Linked DNA regions of Mus musculus: region 2 is linked to region 1. Evidence: chromatin contacts called from public promoter capture Hi-C data. All regions are on one chromosome and are shown on one strand. The core of a region is the stretch at or near the end of the contact, and the rest is flanking DNA. Distances in the headings are between cores, read along the strand shown. Region 1 overlaps Ssr3 (signal sequence receptor, gamma). Region 2 overlaps Gm35299 (a long non-coding RNA gene).

Region 1 (4,407 bases), core at 732-3,231:
AGATAATTTGCTCTAAATTTAATAAATGAAAATGCATTTTCACCCTTGAACACAAAGAAAGGTTTGTTTTTTAGTGAATGAGAACCATTTGGTATGTCAAGGTTTTGGTCATGTTTATAAACTTACTTGACTTGTATCTCTAGAATCCTGTGGAAGAAGAATGAAGTTGCTGATTATGAAGCTACAACATTCTCCATCTTCTATAACAACACTCTGTTCCTGGTTCTGGTTATTGTTGCTTCCTTCTTTATACTGAAGAACTTCAACCCCACAGTGTATCCTTTAGAAAGTTTTCCTATAAACAGTAGTTTGTTGTGTTTTTAAGCTATCTGGTATGCTTGTGGAAACAGAAACTTACCAGACTCAGTTAAATAACATTAACTATATGTAGGTGTCTGTGGACTTAGAGCTTAAGAGTTTCTGGCTTGACTTAGTGTTTTTTAAATCTATAAATTGTAGTTTTATGGTAAATAGTGTGTTATAAAGCAATGTTACACTGTCTGACTTCGTCTACCTTCCTGTCTACAAGGAGTCAAAGTCAGAGTAAATGTGCTGTCTTCACTGGTTCTGTCATTTATGCTGGCTTTGGGGGTTAGGTGATAGTCAGGGTAGTTACAAATGCACAGTTTATAATATCTTCATAGTGTTCAAGATGCTTTTAAATTGAACTTTGGCCAAGAGTTATTTGTTTTTTTATTAAAGTAATTTTTTTTTATCAAAGGTATTATCCAGAAAAGCACAGCCAGACTTTTTAATAATCAGAGCTTATGGTGTAATGAAATATCAGACACTTTCCAACTCATCTTTTGGGAATACTGGTGGACCTTGCCAGAGTGCCCCCAACATGGTTTGCTCAGTCTCTAAGTAGCCAGGAACCTTCAGAACCTCCTTGCCTTATAGGCTGACTGGTAGCAGCACGCTGATTGACTAGAGGTTTCCCCTTTACTATTTTGCTTGTCTGCATGCTCTTTGACCAGTTCTTCCATGAGGGTTACATGGAACTAGGATGTGTTCTTTGTTATTATTTGTTTTAAGTTTGTCCCAAGTGTCTTTTCAGTATTGAAGCATATTGCTTGTAGGTATTTTGTCATGTTTATAGCCTCCCATGCTGTAGATTGTGTTTACTGACAGTCCAACTACATCTACATATTTGTGTCAATAAGGAAAAGTCTTATTGTTAAAAACCTAATTTAGGGGGTCTCATTTTTTTTCCTTAACATTAAATCTTACAGAAACTACATTTTGTCCATAAGTGCTTCATCTGGACTCATCGCCCTCTTGTCTACTGGCTCCAAATAGACCATGTAGCTTGGCCCTCTGCCTTTGTATCTCGGGGTGGCCTGTGGTATATGGGAAAGCATCAGGGTGGCCAGGTTGGGAGACACATAAGTTGTTTTTATAGTCTGGAGCTTCAGGGTTTAAAAATGCAGTAGAATGTAATTCAGTGTTTGTTTATTGGCTGTTTTTGACAGATTGCTGAAATTAAATGAATTGAAAGGGAAACTCAGAGTACCAGGGCATTTTATTAAAAGGCAAGGAGTCTTGCAATGTGCTGTAATCACGAGGAGAAAATAACTTGTTTCCTACATCTGTCAGAGGTCATGGTAACCTGGACTGAGCTGTTATTATTTATAATAGGAGGAAGAAGTTAATAACTGGTTCTCTGTGTTCCAAGCACAATATTACAACTTTTCGAACTGTAAATCTTAGAGTGAATCCTCTTCCTAAGGAATTAAACAGAAGCCTCATTTTCTTTTTAACAAGGCTTCAAATTTGTAATTTATAATAACTCAAAGTTAATTGTAAATTACAGGGCCTCTCCAATTTGAGGGAGGGAAACTTGCAGAATCTTTTTTTTTTTTTTTTTAAAAGAAAGGCAGCCAAGGTAGTTACCTAAAAATAGTACCCAGGCCTATGAGTGTTGGCCTGTGAGGCCAAAGCACACACTGTTCAGCTGTATGGCTTTGGCCCTGGGTGGCCGGGAGGTCAGCTTGACCCTGCCATGTTGGTTTGATGTGCGAAGTCACTGGGATCATTGTGTCTATGACCAGGCTTTCGCACCACAGGCAGAATATTAAGTGAGAGAGTATTTCTACTGTGATTATTGACACATGAGAGACCAAAAGAATTTTTGTGAACGTAACCCTGGAATTCTTTGGGCTCTCCAAAGAATTTACAGTGGTTTAAAATGGTTGTCAGCATTTTTCCATGAGGACTTTAATAAACTTAGCCCCGTTTGCTCAAGGTTCCTTTTAATTGTGAAGTGCTGATCACATACATTTTTGGGGGGGTCTAGCAAAGAGTAGCCTCATGTTGTGTGGTCATAACCCCCACCCCCCCATGTCTTTTCCCCACTCATTATGTACAGATTCTGATTTTGTATGCAATGACTTCACAGTTTGCAAAGTGCAGCACTATGATCACTGATTTCATATTCCTATTTGCCGTTCACCACACCCAAGAACTTTCTGTAAAGGGAAATATTACTAATATCTAGTTTCTGCTTGTAAACTTAAGAGGAACATATGACTCTATTTTTAACTTTAAAGATATTTACAAGGAGTAGAGCTGTTTCTGTGCTGGTAGATGTTTCTGTGGTCTGTGCTACTTAGGGAACTCAAGAGGAGTGCACTTGTATAGTCATGTTACTCCTTACTGTCTGCCTGGAGAATCATTTTATCTCCAAGTGTTCAGTTCTTTTCAGTGATACATTGTTACCTGAGTGTCATTTCCAGGTAATGTGGAATGAATGGGGAAATGAGAAGGGATTCAAAGCAAAGTACATTTCAGTAACACATATGAGGTAGGCTGTTTTGTTGTTTTATTTTAATCAGTATTTGGCTGGTAAAATGATAATTTGATAAACCATCATGTTACCAAAGCTAAACCAAACTCCTTCTAAGTGACTGCTGTGAACTTGCCACTAGGTGGCGGTGCCTGTGTAGCTGGGGAGAAAGTCACCACCTTTATCTTTATCTGACAGTATGGTCAGAAGCTCAAGAAATCGGGATGTCAGCCTCAAATTTTTAATTTTAAGTAGTAACCAAAAGTTTGTTGGGAGAGTGATTATGCAGTTTTCTTCTGTCTTGACTGTTTCCTGCGACTGTCTTTGTTTTTAACTCTGAACATGTTCTCTAACTCTGTGCTACCACATTTCTGTGTGTGAAGTCATGCAGCCAGTGTATCAGCCCTTTGTACTTAGAAGTGTGGCCCCTCCTCTCTAGCCTCTTCTCCACCATTGAACATTGCACATAGGATTACGAAGTGTTCAGTAAGACAGTGAAATCTGTGGCAGGCAGAGTTTGTACCATAAAAAGACCCCATACATCACACCAGTAAAATAGGACATTCAGAGTGCTCACATTCTTTCCTTTCTCATATGTGTGATAGGTAGACTCTTAGTGTTAAGAATTTTTATTTCACGATTTACTCATTTATAACTTAATAGAAGTCTTGGATTAAATATACAACTTGTACTGTTTGATATATTGTTTTAATTTGGAAAGGATAATTTGAAGTTAACTGAAATGATGGAAGTGGAATTTATACTCTGCATTTTAAAAAAAGTCTTGTTATTAATAAGTATGATTAAACTTTGTTTTTAAAAATGTGTTTTGTTTTTCTGTAATTCTTTATGTGAACCATAAGAGTATTTATTACACACTTTATATTAGACCTCTTTCCTACACGTGTAAGTGCCCTGTTGAAGTCTCTGGCCAGATGTCTGAGACAGTGACAGGCGTAGCACAGTTACAGGAAGGAACAGTCCGTCCCTGCCCTAGTGTGCTGCTGTGTGCCTGCTGGGCCTTCCTACCAGGCATTATGTTAGGAAGGATTTGTATGAATGTACACGTGTGCATGTATGAAGAATACCAGCATATCGTTTATTTCCCACCTATTTTGAAGTCTTAGGGTAGTTAATAGGAGATTGGGCGGGTCTTTCATTTTATTTAATTTTAATTTTATATTATTGTGCGGGTAGATACTCGGACACATGCACAATAGCTGAGGTAGAGAAAATTGGGGTAGCAGGGCAAGTGTGTCATCATGTATACATGAAGATCAGAGACTATTTCGTGGAGTAGGTTGTCTCTAAAAACAACAACAACAACAACAACAACAAAAAAACCCTCATATAATTGAGTGTAAAAACAGCCCTATAAAGAAAAAAGTCTTTAAAGAGCTGTGGGCTAGCATACAGGGACTATGGGTTGTAATGAACTAGCAGTTTGGGTCAGTTTCTTTATCTGTCCTGACCTGAGTTCCTTGTTATGCAAGTAGTGGCTTTGCCACTTAGGTTCCTTGAAGCAGTGCTGTTGCTGTGTGCTTGAATGATATTTGGCAGTCTATGATGTTTCTATCAGTTCCTGAAGTAGGAATCCAGGCCCAGAGTTTGTAGTTTGTATT
Region 2 (4,407 bases), core at 1,178-3,677, 2.2 Mb before region 1:
TTACACATAACAGGCACTTACTACACACAGCTGTTAATGCTAGAAAGCCCAGGACAGAGTGCCAGAAGCTCTGCTGCCTGGTGAAGGTTTCCTTCTAGATGGAAGCATCTTCGTTAATCTCATATAGGCAAATAAGCTCCCCTAGGTCTCTTTTGTAAGGCCACTCATTGCTTTCATGAAAGTCCCACCCTAATCACCCAACTCTATGGAGCAGAGGAAAATGGGATGTGGTTGACATACATTCAGCCTGCAGTCATATGTGACTCCTACTCATTCAATTTATTGAGCTCTTCCATGTCCTGTCCCTCCTACATGAGCCTTCTATGAGTTCCTCAAGTACTCCATATGGTCACTCTCTGACCATGAAGCCAGGCTGCCCCTCTACCTGCAACATTCTCCCTTCCCCACACCCTTTACCTAATCTCATAAGCACACGTCACTTCTCTTCAAAAGAACCCTTGCCCTAGATTAGTATGCCTTTCCTTCAGGAATTTATCATAACATTCAATTATATATGATTATTTGTTAATATCATTACAAACACTAAGCTTTGATTTCTACCATATCTATTTTGATTACTGTCTTATTTCCTACTGCCTGGCCCAAGTATATCAGAATCTCTTAGTAAATGCTTGATGTGTGGATAAATGTTTCTGTTGCAAACCATCCTTTATAGAGTATCCGAGTTTACTTTCAACCACTCCAGCACAGGATAGAATCATATAAATCTCTATCCTAAATACAGCTGGAGTTTTCTCTTGAATTATGTTATCTAGAATTTATTAATTGATGTTGATTATCTTAACCCATGGAGAGTTCCATACATCATTAAAGTGTTATCTCATCTATATAGTTTGTGTGTCAGCTAAATGTTGAATGATCCAGTTAGTGTGACTGAGCTTCCTCAAGTTTTCCTGTTAGAGCCTTGATCCCTGCCTTTAGTCAGAGAATGAAACATCCACCACCATCTAGATGAGAGTCAAGGACAAAGGTGAAGCTTGTTTGAGTTGTGTGCTAGACAGTTTTATGTCAACTTGACCCAAGATAGAGTCATTGGAGAGGATGAGGCCTCAATTGAAAAAATGACTCATTAAGATCATGCTGTAGCAAGCTTATAGGGAATTTTCATAATTAGTGGTTGATGTGGGAGGGCTCAGACCATTGTAGGTAGAGCCACCCCTAAGCAAAGGTTCTGGGTTCTAAGAAAGCAGGCTAAGCAAGCCATGGGGAGAAAGCCAGTAAGCAGCACTCTTCCATTGTCTCTGCATCGGCTTCGGCCTCCAGGATTCTGACCTGTCTGAGTTCCTGTCCTGACTTCCTTCAGTGATGAACAGTGATGTGAAAATGTAAGCCAAATAAATCTTTTCCTCCCCAACTTGCTTTTTGGTCATGGTGTTTCATCTCAGCCATAGAAAGCAGGTTGGCTCTATGTCAGGCTAGCACTGATTTAGAGTGAACAGAAGTCTATTGGTCTCAGTGATAGAGGCTGGAATTTTACCATCTGATAGGCTCACATTTGATGAGATGCTGTGGTAGCTATTCTTTGTTGTCGACTACATATGGAATTAACTAAAATTCCAGGGATCTTCTTGCCCTCACTCTTTCTGGCAAGTCCGTTCCTCCACTGGCATTGGAACCTACTTCTTCAAAATTTTGACATCACTGAAGATGGTCTGAGACATTCAGCCTCATGGACTGAACATCTACTGGACTCTTGGACTTTTCATCGGTAGACAGTCATTTTTTGGCTATAAGCCGTTCAAATATATATATTAGCAAAATACTGCTTCCAGGCCTCATAGGATGAGGGTTTTAAAGCTTAAAGCCCACACCCCCAGTGATACACCTATTCCAACAGGACCACACTTACTTCAACAGGGCCACACCTTCTAATAGTGCCACTCCCTGGGCTAAGCACATACAAACCATAACAAGAACCCTGACTGATACAGAGTTTTATTTATTTGGTTCTGTTGTTATTGATGATGATGATAATGATGTTGTCATTGTACAATAACATTGCTGAAGGCATCATATGGACAAGAGAGAGCAAGAGTGGAGAAGACCAAACGCTCACCTATATAGCAAATTCACTTCCTAGTTAACTCATGAAGAGAGTCTTCAGGATGTAACATCTCCCACTAGAATAAACTTTCAACACTATTGCATTTGAGAATTACGTCATACTCCCAAGAATGATTCTCTCAAGTTACTAAACATTTCCAGGTCAAGGGTATAGAACAGAGCATGCTGAACATGTGAGAAACGGTTTGTACTAGCAGAACAGTTCATAAGGACTCAGCCTTGCCAAGCTCCTAATGCAGGCCAAATGACCTGCTCCTCGCTCACGGAGATAGCATGGATGCACATAGACTGACTCTAGCTTAAAGTTCTTCATCTGCTGCCTGGCACGGGTGCTCGGAAAATGTTAGCTCTCTCTGGTGATCTGACCTCTCTGCTCCAGCTGCTGCTCGAGCTATTCTGCTTGTGGAGAATACGTGTCTGAAGCTGCAGGTCAAGGCTAAGCAAACAATCCTGTCAATCAAGCGCTAAACTTCATTCATTTAAGGACTCGTTTGATTGACAGGAATAATGTTGGCAAAAGTAACAAGGTGCAGTTAGTTGCAAGTTGGGCGAGGAGGAGGAGCTGGGAGCAGATAGGAGTGAGGCAGCTTAGAGACGGAACACCCTTGACCTACTTTGGGGAGTTTCCACCCACCCTTAGAAGGATAAGAGAGTCAGTGGGCAAGGGGAGTTCAGGGCTACGGTAGATTAGACTAAAGTCAGTGTGACTCCATAGTAAGGATGAAGTCAAATGCCTTCAGCACTCAGAATGATTGACTTCATCAGGAAATCAAAGGGAAATCCTGTGTTTCTATATTTATAAATAAATAAATAAATAAATAAATAAATAAATAAATAAAAACATTACCCTAGCTCACTCCTACTTCCCCAAATGTAGCACATATGGTTACTTTGTTTCTTCATTCAGAGTGATTATAGTTCTGGATTGGGACCCACACTGTTTCTACCCACCTATGAGGATGCCAGGAGGTCAAATAAACCGCAGTCTGCTCAGTAGGTTACAATGCATAATGACACAGTAGAGAAAGTTGTACAATCCCTGTTCCATAGATTATATAGGTTTCTGTTTTTGTTTTTTTTTAAGTAGGAGGAAAATCTTCAGACTACATGATTCACAACCAATACGGATCCTTTCAGTTTCTCAAGTAGAGAATAAATTATCCAGGATAGCTCCAGATGAATCGGTAAATGACTGAGGCCAATTGGGTTAAGTTTTAAAATATCTCATTAGAGATTCTGTCGAGTTCAAAAGGAGATGTTTGAAATGTATAGTCATGTGCTACAGAGAGAACTGAAGTAGTTGGGTGGGGTGTGATCATTAGATCTCCATGACCCAACCAGGTGTCCATGGGACATGAGCCAGTCTTATCCATCTCCAAGAAAGAGGGTCTGGAACAGCTATGCTCGCACGCATGCCTCACGCCCACCTGACGGTGTCCAAGAGTTATCTTGAATAAAGCAGAGTAAATTCTCTGCTTCTTGGTGTTCGTTTTGCAGTACTGAGAATGAAAGATGGTTTTCTATGTGAACTCAAACCCCAAGCCTATCCTACTTATGGGGACAAAGCTCACGTTTACAGTTTTACTGGATTATAGGAATCTTGATCAAAAAATATAAAAGAAGTGCTGGTATGGGACATCCCAGACACTGAAAAATTAAGGGGAAAAAAAAAAAAACCTGGGAGACTACCATGAAGGAATTAAGAACTACATTTTTAGACAAGTGAACCGTGTACCATTAGAGATTATTTTCTGTCACACCTAAAACTGTTTTAAAATGTGAAGCTTTCCCAAATCAACCACTGACTAAGCGGCAAAAGTTACCTCCTAAACATCTAAATACAAGGCCAGATGCAAAGAGTACACCTGAAGTTAGAGTACACCTAAGAGGGCAGCAGGAAAATCACGAGTTCAAGACTATCCTCAGCTGTATTGGAGGTTCAAGGCCATCTGGGCTATATGAGATCCTGTCTCACAAACAAAACAAATTTCAGAATCATTCAGATCAAGGTCTAAATAAAATAAAATAAAATAAAATAAAATAAAATAAAAATAAAAATAAAAAACAGGAAGATTCAATGTATTTGACTCTCATCTAAATATTCATCACTTAGGGAATAAACAATTTAAAATAATAAAAATGTTTATAAATATACAAAAAAAATCCCACTCACATGAGTGTGGCTAACAAAGAACATAGTTGGGAATGGACATTCTTAAAGACAAGAAAACAATTAACAGTAGCTTTCAACTCAAGAAAGTATAAAGCTAATAAGAGAAAGCAGAATAAACTAATAACTGGAAGAATGGAGTGGTCCGGGAC

The links. Capture Hi-C pulls out chosen DNA fragments and counts their contacts.
Region 2: a promoter capture Hi-C map of liver shows a contact between it and region 1, with 5 times the contacts expected there. The contact joins two enhancer-like sites. A contact is called at or near these places in 2 of 39 promoter capture datasets (liver and pre-B cells) and 1 of 9 other capture datasets (liver).

The regions. Positions count from the first base shown.
Region 1 is chr3:65,378,860-65,383,266 of GRCm38.p6, reverse strand. It overlaps Ssr3 (signal sequence receptor, gamma), which reads left to right. Exons shown (of 5, transcript NM_026155.3): 4 at 144-275; 5 at 1,233-3,610. The coding sequence ends at 1,299. Among named protein-coding and RNA genes, the nearest start is that of Ssr3, 11 kb to the left of the region's middle. Within about 2 kb of position 1,981, at least 23 of the 459 cell types and tissues checked have an H3K27ac peak or open chromatin away from gene starts, as enhancers often do. A contact at or near this core is called in liver, where this site is marked.
Region 2 is chr3:67,541,726-67,546,132 of GRCm38.p6, reverse strand. The region is part of intron 2 of Gm35299 (a long non-coding RNA gene); the gene reads left to right. Among named protein-coding and RNA genes, the nearest start is that of Gm35299, 9.5 kb to the left of the region's middle. Within about 2 kb of position 2,427, at least 5 of the 459 cell types and tissues checked have an H3K27ac peak or open chromatin away from gene starts, as enhancers often do. A contact at or near this core is called in liver, where this site is marked.